Regions from separate parts of the Gossypium hirsutum genome. Here region 2 is linked to region 1. Evidence: chromatin contacts called from public Hi-C data. All regions are on one chromosome and are shown on one strand. The core of a region is the stretch at or near the end of the contact, and the rest is flanking DNA. Distances in the headings are between cores, read along the strand shown. Region 1 holds the start of LOC107922593 (probable beta-1,4-xylosyltransferase IRX9H). Region 2 holds the start of LOC107921296 (glycine-rich RNA-binding protein 4, mitochondrial).

Evidence for each region. A called contact is a pair of places that touch in the nucleus more often than the background predicts.
Region 2: a contact with region 1 is called in a Hi-C map of hypocotyl, with 3 times the contacts expected there. The contact joins the promoter of LOC107921296 here to the promoter of LOC107922593 in region 1. A contact is called at or near these places in 8 of 34 Hi-C or Micro-C datasets (callus, hypocotyl and leaf).

Annotation. Positions count from the first base shown.
Region 1 is chrD01:23,356,029-23,361,524 of Gossypium_hirsutum_v2.1, reverse strand. LOC107922593 (probable beta-1,4-xylosyltransferase IRX9H) reads right to left here and starts at 3,082. Exons shown (of 4, transcript XM_016852697.2): 1 at 2,095-3,082; 2 at 1,132-1,381; 3 at 801-1,019; 4 at 79-443. The coding sequence starts at 2,831. The coding sequence ends at 849.
Region 2 is chrD01:23,650,512-23,656,007 of Gossypium_hirsutum_v2.1, reverse strand. LOC107921296 (glycine-rich RNA-binding protein 4, mitochondrial) reads right to left here and starts at 3,265. Exons shown (of 6, transcript XM_016851173.2): 1 at 3,103-3,265; 2 at 2,736-2,945; 3 at 2,526-2,594; 4 at 2,340-2,449; 5 at 1,634-1,699; 6 at 1,139-1,435. The coding sequence starts at 2,832. The coding sequence ends at 1,649. It overlaps LOC107922633 (50S ribosomal protein L17), which reads left to right. Exons shown (of 6, transcript XM_016852753.2): 6 at 1-233.

The DNA.
Region 1 (5,496 bases), core at 1,833-4,332:
CACGTCTTGTTGTGAAGGATGGTAGAAAACAACAGAAGAAGATGAACTTACCACAAGAATGTGGTAAAAGAAAAATGCTGGGATCAGTAATAAATCGTAATCAATTTTGATAAACGCTTACATACAGTGTATAATAACAATATGGATCCACAAACAAATCCACTGCCCATTTTGTGAAGTAGTTTGGGGGAGAAAGGGGGGGAGGGGGGAGTGTCTAAGTGCTTCTAAAATTTAACAAATTAAATCCCCCCAAAAAAATGCCAGAACCTGGAACTCAACAACTTCTTGTTCTGTGAGAATATTTCATGTTACAAAATTCTATGAACAAAGAAAAATCATAAATCTTTTTGTTTTCTTGTCATAACTGTGTGGCACTACGCTGTATATGGTGATGATTGTAGCCAATTGGTCCGAAAAGTTGAGCAGGCAAAGCACCAGTACAACTGTGAAATAGATCCAATCAGAAACTTTTCAGCTCAATATAGATTTTTTTTATATAATGCGTAGAACTACCCATAACCCCTTCCTACTATTAATAGGAGGATAAAGATGCTTCAGCATGCTTGAACTCACGTCCTCCTACTCTGACAATAATACCGATATCAACCGAGCTAAAACTCAGTCAGCACAATATAGATTATTTAGATATCTGTACTAAAATCACACCCATTCTCTCTAACTGTTTGCCATCTCATTCATATATCATGTGTGTTCTGTTTTCCCTAGTTCACGACCAGGCCAATATTTCCTATAACAAGTCAAAAATACTGAAAGGGAAATTCAGAATTTGAATCTCTTACCCATGTATCCCCTCCTTAGCATTAAAACCTTACGGAGCTGAGCTTTCATCACTTAATAGATAAGATAACCTCTAGGTTCTTCTCAAGTAGCCAGCCTTTGGGATAAACAACATTGCCTGTATCTAAATGGAGATGCCAGTTCATAACCTTTGAACAACCAGGTGGTATACCTTCCATTTGACTTTCATCTTCCACTACTTGCTCGATGAATGTCGTTTCCTGCATAGAAGGAACCGAAAGAGAAGCTAAGAATCAAGCCGTGGCATTTCTAGAGAAAATACACATCAGCTTCAATGAAATTGTACAAAAAGCAACACAGTATGATTCATACTTGGAAACCCTCCTTCACTGTGTCCAATTGTCGAATTGGGTTTGAACAGGGGCGTCCCCATCGCTTTGGGTCCCACAAGATGGTGCTGCTAAAAGCAAATCCCGACATGTCAACATGAAACCTACGAAGTCTTTTGCTTTTCTCATTTGTGTGCCATCCAATTACTCGACTCGCATTGCATACCGGACCTTCCACAATTGCCTTGTTTTTGCTTTGTTCAAGCATCGCAACAGGCCAAGTTCCAAAACGGCTACAACACAATAAGATACATGTTATGAATTTGTGTATGATAGCATGATTGGGAAAAGAAGAAGCATTTCATTGTAATCAGTGCACAGTTACACCATTGGGATAGCCGTCTCCATTCTAACATACTTATGAACAAGACAAACTACAATAGTTGTTGAGATATTCATTAACCTTCTTGACAAAAGGAGAAAAGTTTTAATTAGCAGATAAACGATTTTAAGTTAATTCCTCATAAAAAATCTCAAGACGAACCGGTAAAATGACATTATATAATCTCATTGAGGTGAGTGTCAGATATTGGTATAAGTTCAACATAAAATCGAAATTTGAGGATAATCTCTACCCATGTCCGAACAGTAGTTGGGGAAAAAAAATCAGGACGATTACAACAAAACAGATACTAAAGGAAGGATAGCCAGGCTGAATGTTATATGAAAATGAAACTCAAGTGGTTAAGAGCTAAAAAGGATGAATTTTTTTAATGCGGGGAGGAGGGACAGAGATCCGATCTGAACTTGTTTCAACGGGAATTCTTCACACCACGGGCTTGGTTGCAATCAAGATGATTTAATCCAAAAATGGAAATACTATTATTAGGTAATGACAAATAAATTTCAGATAGCCAATCACCAAAATCTCTAACCCAAAACAATTCAACAGTATTCATTCATTACCCAATTTTGTTATCTTAAAAATATAATAAAATAAAATTACCTAGTAGTTCTCAAGCTCTCAAACAATTCCAGGGTGTAGACGTTGTCGTCGTCGGCGAAAAACACGATCCCGTCAAGCTTGTGCCGTTCGATATGTTCCAAAGCGGCGTTTCTTTGATGAACCCCTCGGTCCTTCACGTCACTAGAATTGCGCGTGGACACAACGTGCCGATACATAACCCCTGTTTTCCTCAAAATCTGGGCCGTCTCTAAAGACACCGTTTTCTCCTCCACCACTATCCAAACCAACGGCGGCTTCACTAACCGCAGAACTTGGCCTAACCTGTTCAAGAAATAGACTTGGAATCCCCGATTGTGAGTGGGCGTAACGACGATTAACTGCTTTAACGGCTCGATTGAATCCGTAACTTCGTTGTGTTGTTCCAATTGCGTATTAACGCCCAATGCAACATAAGAAAAAATGGGATCGTCGGATTGGAGGTGGACATGTGGCGGTCTGAGGTCGGGAGAAGCGAAATCCTTGGGTCGGATATCGGTATCCATTTGGCCAAACGGAGTAATTCCGAAAAGCAACCCTATTAGAAAAAAGAAGAGACAGCGGCAAAAAGACCGGCGCCACCCTCGGCGGTAAACTAAATTGAGGAGCGTTGAGGAAGCAGAAGAGGGGAAATGTTTATGTAAAAGCTTATTAGAGGGAGAAGAGGAGAACCCGGCAGCGCCGTTCTGGGTGGAACGGCCGTGAAATGCCGGTGAGAGAGTCCGACGGATGGAAGGCATGAAATAGGATGAGAAATAAATAAAAAAAAATAAATAAATGGGGGATGTTGAAGGGAAAGGAAAAGGGGTTCAGCTGAGATCTGAAGTAAAATAAATTGTTTCTGCTACCACTTCCACCTCCACCTCCATCTCCACGCCAGATGGTTGTGTTTCCTTTTTGACTTGTCTTTTTGCTCTTCTTTTATTCTATTTTCTCTTTTTAGCTAAATCAATTTCTTTTTTGCAAAATATATTATATCAACAAATAATCTAAAAATTATAAAAAGATTCAACATATATATATAACTCATAAACAATAAAAAAAAGGTGATCATGAAATACAAGTAGATTGTCATACGAGTTGCTATATTTCAAAATTTAACGTTTTATTAACTCAGTTATTTTTGAAAGGTTGAATACTAATATTAGCTCAACAAAAGATATAAACTTTAAGAGCTTAATTTGTCATTATGTTAATAAATTATGTTATTACAAGGGTAATTTTTTTTATCTTTTTAATAAAAATAGAAAAAAAAATTAGATACGGTAAGATTTGAACTAATGCTACTAACATCTATAAAATTTTCTCTTTATAGTTTCAACCAAAATTTTATTTTAAAACTTTTATACATTTCAAATTTATTATACAAATTATTTCACCCTATTGTTTGTCCATATTGATAAAATCGTTGATTAAGTTGGTGTTACAAGTCAATTCGATATCAACTTAAGAAAAATGACAATATTATAAAAAACAATTATAGTACATTTAATATTCTTAATATGATATATTACCTATTTAATTATTCTCGTATGTTTTATTATTAGTTTAAAACATTACATATTATTTTTTATAATAATATATTCAAATAGAAAAAGGTGTGGAAAATGCCTTGATGGTATTCTTATTTATTGGTTTCTTAAGGGGAAAAAGGCCACGTGGGAACAAGGAAAGAAGATCAAGATGTTGTTTTAGTAATGCTAATTTTTATATTTTGTAATAAGTTTTTTTTAAGGATATTTTAATAACTATGAATGATAGTTTAGTAGAATGTTAAATCTTTATAAAATTTATGCCTTAACTCTCATCACAAAATATAGATTTCAAGGTCAATTTAATCAAGTATTTATTTCAGATATTACTTTTTTTTGTTGTTGTTTTAAATAGTAGAGAGATTAAATTGTTTGCATTTGACATAATTTAAGATTCTTGAAGCTGAATGGAGTTATCCGAAACCACTTAAGGAGTGTTAGTTTATTAACGACATTTACAATAATCAAATTTGAAATGATACCGGAGTTGCTTTCCACCTTATTGAAAAGATAAAGCTTGGAAACACATATATTTTATTTTTCATGTGGGAAAGTAAATATAACACCGGAAGATATCACTTTAATAATTGATCTTCCAATCAAAGAGAAAGTGATAGTAGCAGATGGTAACATCGAAATGGTGCTATGTTATTTGTTGTTAAGAGTTGTACTAAACAATGAGGAGAATGTAACGACCTGAAAGCCAGTGAAGTCGGAAACGGTAGCTTCCTAATGTTGTTTTCCAATGATAGAATCAATGAATATTATTTATTAATATTTACGAGGATATTATAGTATTATATTGAAGTTTGGTCTAATAATTTTGGTTATTTGAAAGGTTAGACAAGGTATAAGTGTATCGGTTCTAAAGTCAGTGATTTTGAAAATTGAGGTACTGGGACCCTGTTTCCGTAAACCAGACTCGTAAATATTTTTATTAAATTTTTATGGAGTTAGAGTTGAAGTGAAGTGAATTTCAGATAGATAATTTTATTTAATTAAGGATTAATTAAGATACGAGAACTAAATTGCAAAAATGATAAAATTTAAATAGCTAAGGAATTTATAATTAAAGCATGGGATAAAGACCTAAGTGGTAATTATACCACTTAAACATTTAGTGGACGGTAGCTTTGAATAGTTAAAGAAATTATGTTAAAAATATATAAATAATAAATAAATAAAACATAACATAAAGTGAAAATAAAATAAAATTATTATAATAAAAACATAAGTGGAAAAAAAACAACCATTTTCATTTCCCTATCATGCAAACCGAATCAAAGAAGAGAGAAAAGAAGCATTCGGCGTTAGGGAGTTCTACTTTCAATTTTAGAATTGGTTAGTCAATTTAGTCTATTTTCTTGTAATTTTTATATTTTTGGAATCCCTGAAATTCAAGATTTTAAATCTAGAACTGATAAAGGACTAAATTATAAAGTAAATTGATGATTTCGTGCAATAATGACTAATTTGTGCAAAATTCGAAATTGGAAGTGAAATTGAGAAATAGGAAGTCCTATATGGACTCTAAAAATTTTGGCATTAGGTTTTGGGGATTGAATGTCAAAAATTTCATAGCCCTAGTTTTGGGGACTAAATTGAATAATATGCAAAAGTTGTATAATTTAACAATTGAATTTGAATTGGGATATGTAGCGTTAATTTATTATAGTTGTTTTAATATGTAGCTAACGTCGAATCGAAATCCTCGAGAAAGAAAGGAAAAGACAAGATCATCGACAAATTACTCGAAGTTTACGGTTTGTGTTTTTATAACCCAAACAACTTCATTTGCTGCATTTATGAACTGTATTGCATGGGAAGGTCATAAGGTAAGCTATAGGTGATAAAAATAGTTGAATTGATCCGA
Region 2 (5,496 bases), core at 2,016-4,515, 290 kb before region 1:
CTCAGCTCTAAATCAATTAACTGAAACTTTTTAGCTGAATTTCTTCAAAAAGTACGACGCACTCCAGCTACAGCTTTAGAATATGATGAAGATGTTTCAGCAGTCGCAAAATTTTCCATCTTAGACATTTGTTTTCTTATTGTAAGAATATTTTTAACATTTTAACTTTTAACATTATTGTAAGAATATTTTGAATTATACTTCAGTTATCAATTTATATCATATATCTTTCTTTGAATTTGAAGTATTATTTTGATTTGTTGTTTTTGGTTAGATTTATGCTACAAGAAGGGTTGTATATGGATGAAAATTGAATGTTACAAATCTGCTAAAGTTAGTGGCGTTTTTCCATAAACGCCGCTAATTATCATGCTCTTTAATGGTGGCGGTTGTGAAAAAAATCGCTAAAAGTCATTTTCTATAGTGGCGTTTGTGATAAAAGCGCCGCTAAAGGTCATACTCTTTACCGGCGTTTGTGATAAAAGCGCCGTTAAAGGTCATGTTTTTTAGCAGCGTTTGTGATAAAGCACCAGTAAAGGTCATGTTCTTTACTGGCGTCTGTGATAAAGCACCAGTTAAAGTAGGATTCACAGAAGGTCAATCACGAATGTTTCTAATTGAAGGGTCATTATATGGCGTACTCAACCAAATGTTACTTTTACAAACCATCCCCAATGGAGGATCCTCGTCAAGTTGGCTCTTGTTGTCCAATGTGCCCCTATCAAAGTGGGTATAAGAATTAGCAATTAAGTTTCCAGCATACATTGTTTCTTAGCTCTTCATCTTCTCATTTTTGTTTACAATTCCCCCATTGCAACCATTTTCTACTTATATTTCTCTCAGCAAAAATTCAAAGCTGCTCTTTCGGTTTCTTTTCCCCCCTTTGATTTCTGCTTTATTTCTCCCTTTTTTTTACGTTGATTTCCACTTTCGTTCTCTTTTTCTTCAATCCCCATCTCTTTTGTTTTCTTTCAATTGAAAAAAAAAACTTAATTCTTGTTTATTTCGACTTTGTAAAAGGGAAAAGAAAACTCTCATTAATTTCTTCATCTACGTTCCAGTTCCTTTTCTTTTTGCTTGAGTTGAAGCTCCATTTATTTTAAAGGAAAAAAAACGAAAGAAAAAGCATCAGCAGGTCTTAATTAATCTTGTGATTGAATCTATTTGAGGTAAGTTTCGAGATACGAATCTGTTATTTATTCTCGTTAAGGAGTAAAATAGTTTCCAAAACACAGGAGGCATCATGTGATGGTTCTGAGCATGAGCTGGAGGAGGTTGGAATATTGGAAGGCCAAAATTGTTGCTGGTTCGTCGGTGTCAGACCAGAATTGGACAAGCTCAGTGGTGGCATCTGCACTTGCGTTTACTGTCAGATCCGAGATGTAGCAGAGCGCGTCAGTCAACCCGCAACCACTGTCACCGGCCATTGCCTACGCTAAAATAATACATGAGCTATGTCTAGAACATCACAATGCAGTTAGATCATTCAAGCATTAACTAATTGGTCGAGAGATCTATTTCGTTTCTAAAGAGTTACAAGGATCTAAAGTATAAAATGCAAATTTTCTCTAAAGATATTCGATTAAATTTAACAAATGAAAACCAATAACTATCGCCATGGAAGAAACCAAACCTCTAATGAGAAACATCAACTGTTCTTGCATGCGAATTCAACTCGAATATTTCTACCGTCCAGTACCTAGAAACAACCATGATACGTAAAAAATACATCAAAACCCAATTGCTCCTTTATTACAAATATACGAGGTAATAGTTATAATACGGTTAATGGTTAAATTTTGCTATTATTCCCTGTACTCGGTAAAAGTTGTGGATTTAATCCCTGTACTTCTTTTGGGTCTTTTTTTGTCCAATGTACTTTCCAAATTTTAACATATTATCATATAATTCCGTGTACTTTTTTTTGGGTCTTTTTTTGTCCAATGTACTTTCCAAATTTTAACATATTATCATATAATATCATGTCAGCTTATTATTTCCATGTATTATTTTCTAAAAATTTAGTTAATAGATTAACGACAGTCATTTGCGTTAAAGACCGAATTTTCAAAAATCGAAAAGTACAAAGACTTAGAATAATCCAATTGGAGAAAACAAACTAAACCTACAATTGTATAAAAAGTAAAGGACTAATAGTTGAATTTAACGAAACAAATTTCTGTTATTGTTAGGGATCAAGATTAAAATTTCAAAATTTGAAAAGTAGACTAAAATTGATCAAATAAAAGTTCAGGGAATAAATCCATAGCTTTCACAAAGTACAGGCACTAATAGCAGAATTTAACCTAGAGTTAATGAATTAATTACTTGAAACACACCTTGGAATGCATCTCCTTAAAAGCTACCTTGGCTGAAGCATCAGAAGTGAATCGCACAAATCCATACCCTCTCGATTTCCCACTCACGTGATGAGCGATGACTCGAACTGCTAAAGCCCCCAACATGTTCTTAATGCCGTAAAGCACAAATTCTTGTCAAAATAAACAAGTATCCAAGAAATTTACCTTCAATGATTTCACCATATTTTTCAAAAGCATTCTTCAAAACAGTCTCATTGGTATCATATGAAAGCCCTGCAATTAATAAACTTATCGCAAATCAATTATATAATGGTAAAATAAGCTAATTTCTTGCGATAGTTCTCAACATAGACTCAAAAAAATATCGCAGGTTAAATACTAAGGAAAAAGAAAAGAGTAATAGAATTTTGTGACCTCCAACGAATAATTTTGAGCAAGAATTGCGAGCCCAGAGTGATCTAGCTAATGAGTTTTTATGAAGAACACGAATCATCCCATTTATGGCCTGCATTACTTCATATGATTCAATCTGACGATACGGTCGAGAGCTGACAAGTAGGCACTCAACGACCAAGTTGAGAATTAAACTTTCATAAGCATTCCATCAAATATCTGGCCTGCAAACTTATTATTACCAATTTTGAACGTAAATGAGAAAGCCCAAAGGGGGAGGAAATGGATTGAAACGGAACATGACTCCGGTTCCCTAAAAAACCCACTTCATCCATCCTTCCAAACAAGATTGATTTTATCTAGATTTCACCGCCAATAAGATTGTTACCTGGAAGGAAAAATAGCTGCCGCGCGTGGATAGATAAGAGGCGAGTTAAGGTTTGGGCATGGTTTTTATGATGGGCAGAGTGAAGAAGACGGATTGTTTCTAGGGCTGGTGCTGGGGAGACAGAAGCATGACAAAATAGCCCAATAAACTCAACATTATCTACATGGGCCGTGTAAGAGGCGTTGATGGGTCCTGTTTTGAAGCCTCTTTTTATATTGTATAAACTTAGAGTTTTTTTTTTTAGTTTTTTTTCTCTTTTACCAACTAGGAATTTAGTATATTTAATTAGAGATGTTCACAGTTCGGTCGGAGGTCAGTTAATGATTTTTTACAATTTCAATTATTGACTAATTCAGTTTGAAACCAGGTAATTAATCAAATTAACCAATTAACCAAAATATTTGTTGTTTTCAAGACTTATGTAGTGCTTGGTTGTTAACTTTCAAGACTTTTTATTTGTTATTTTCACCTCCATTTAAAGTTCTTTGAACTATTAAATAAAAGAAAATGAACATTAGCAATGTATTTTTTTATATGTTTTATACTTTTTTTAACCAAAAGATAAAAATATATAAATTTCGATTAATTCGGTTAATCTACCGAATTAACTGAAATATTTCAATTTAGTTAATGTATTTGAAAAAAGTTTCGGTTCAGTTAACGATTAAATATTCTTACATTTCGGATAATTCGATTAATAGTAATTCGGTTCGAGTATTAATCAAATTGACTGTTTGAATACCCTTATATTCAATGCTTAACTAACAAGCCATGCGTACAGTGATAAGATACATCGCACTCTTAAGGGAGATTGTAAATTCGAATCTTAAAAACGTTATTATTAGAAGAAACAACAATAAACCTTGAATATAAACAATAAAATGGATATAAAGAATATAAATTGAGTATTAGCTTTATTGACATCGGCATCGTTACCAGTGCAAAGGATGTAAGTTCGAGTGTGCTGAAGCGCATTATCCTCCGATTTAAGGGTTGGAAAGGACTATGGATAGTTATATATATTGTATCAAAAAAGAACCAAATATGATAAGAACCATATAATTTATCTCGTTGATGTGGTGATATAAAATTATTAATTTTTTTACTTACACAGTATTATAAAAATTTTAGAAAACTATAGTAAAATTATTAAAATTTTATAAAGAATTATAAAAATAATAAAAAATAGTTTATTATTTTTAATTGATTTTTAATTGTCTTTATTGTTTAATAAAAAAAATAACAGAATATTTTATTAAATATGGTATTAAAGCTACAAAGTTCGGCTTTAATGCTCAAAGTTGTAAGTTATTTTTAAAATAATATTTATAAAATTTGCTACACTAACATTACATTTGGTTCATTATGAACTGTAATTAGTAATTCAATTATTTAATTGAATAGAATAGAATGGAATCAAATAGAACAGTAATAATATTCTTGTGTTTGGTTAAATAGAATAGAGATGTAATAACATAAGAAAAAAAATTGAAATGACCAGAGTACCTTTAATAAATTTTTTTTAGATAGATGATTATTGTTATTGTTATTAAATTTTAATAGGATTATTATCAAATATATTTTAATAAAAACAAATATTTTAATCATATATTTAATAAAATTATCATTAAATATAATTTTTTAAAAATATAATATATAATTTAATAACATTCTTAATATAATTATTATTAAAATATGAATTAATAAAAATAATATATAGCCTACTTTATTATTTTTAAATTTCAATGCATATTTAATATGATAGAATATCATTAGCAAAACAAATAATTTAATTATCCTCTAAACTAAAAAACAAAAGATTAGAAGTAATAAATAGCTTGAGAATTATATTTTACATCCAAACATAATGTTCATACATTAACAAAAAGTTACATGATGTCATTAGCTTATATGCCATAATCTATATGTTAAATTTTATAGCATCAAAAAGTTACAACAATACGTGGCATTCTCACCCATTCCAGTCTGTGTCATTATACCATCCAAATATTTACATATACAAAAAGTTATCAAAACATCATCAACACCATCAACACAACCGTGGTTTTTAATGGGTAGAAATAAATCTTCTCACCCAATCCAATTGCACAGAAGAAGGTAAATTGAAGAAAACCAGCATTTGCTTTGGATAGACTACAATTTTTCTCAATGCATGAAAGCGTTCATCCTCAGTTAATCCTTCTACTTCACATAAGGTCTGATATAATTTTTGGACATTTTCTTGAATGACCATTTCTAGCTTTTGCTGTGTAACACTCTTATCCCGTCTCCATTGTCGGATTAGAGTTATGGAGTATTACATCAAATAACGAAATAATTAACAACTTAAAACTTACCATTATTAATTTAAATGTAAACAATCAAATCATTTAT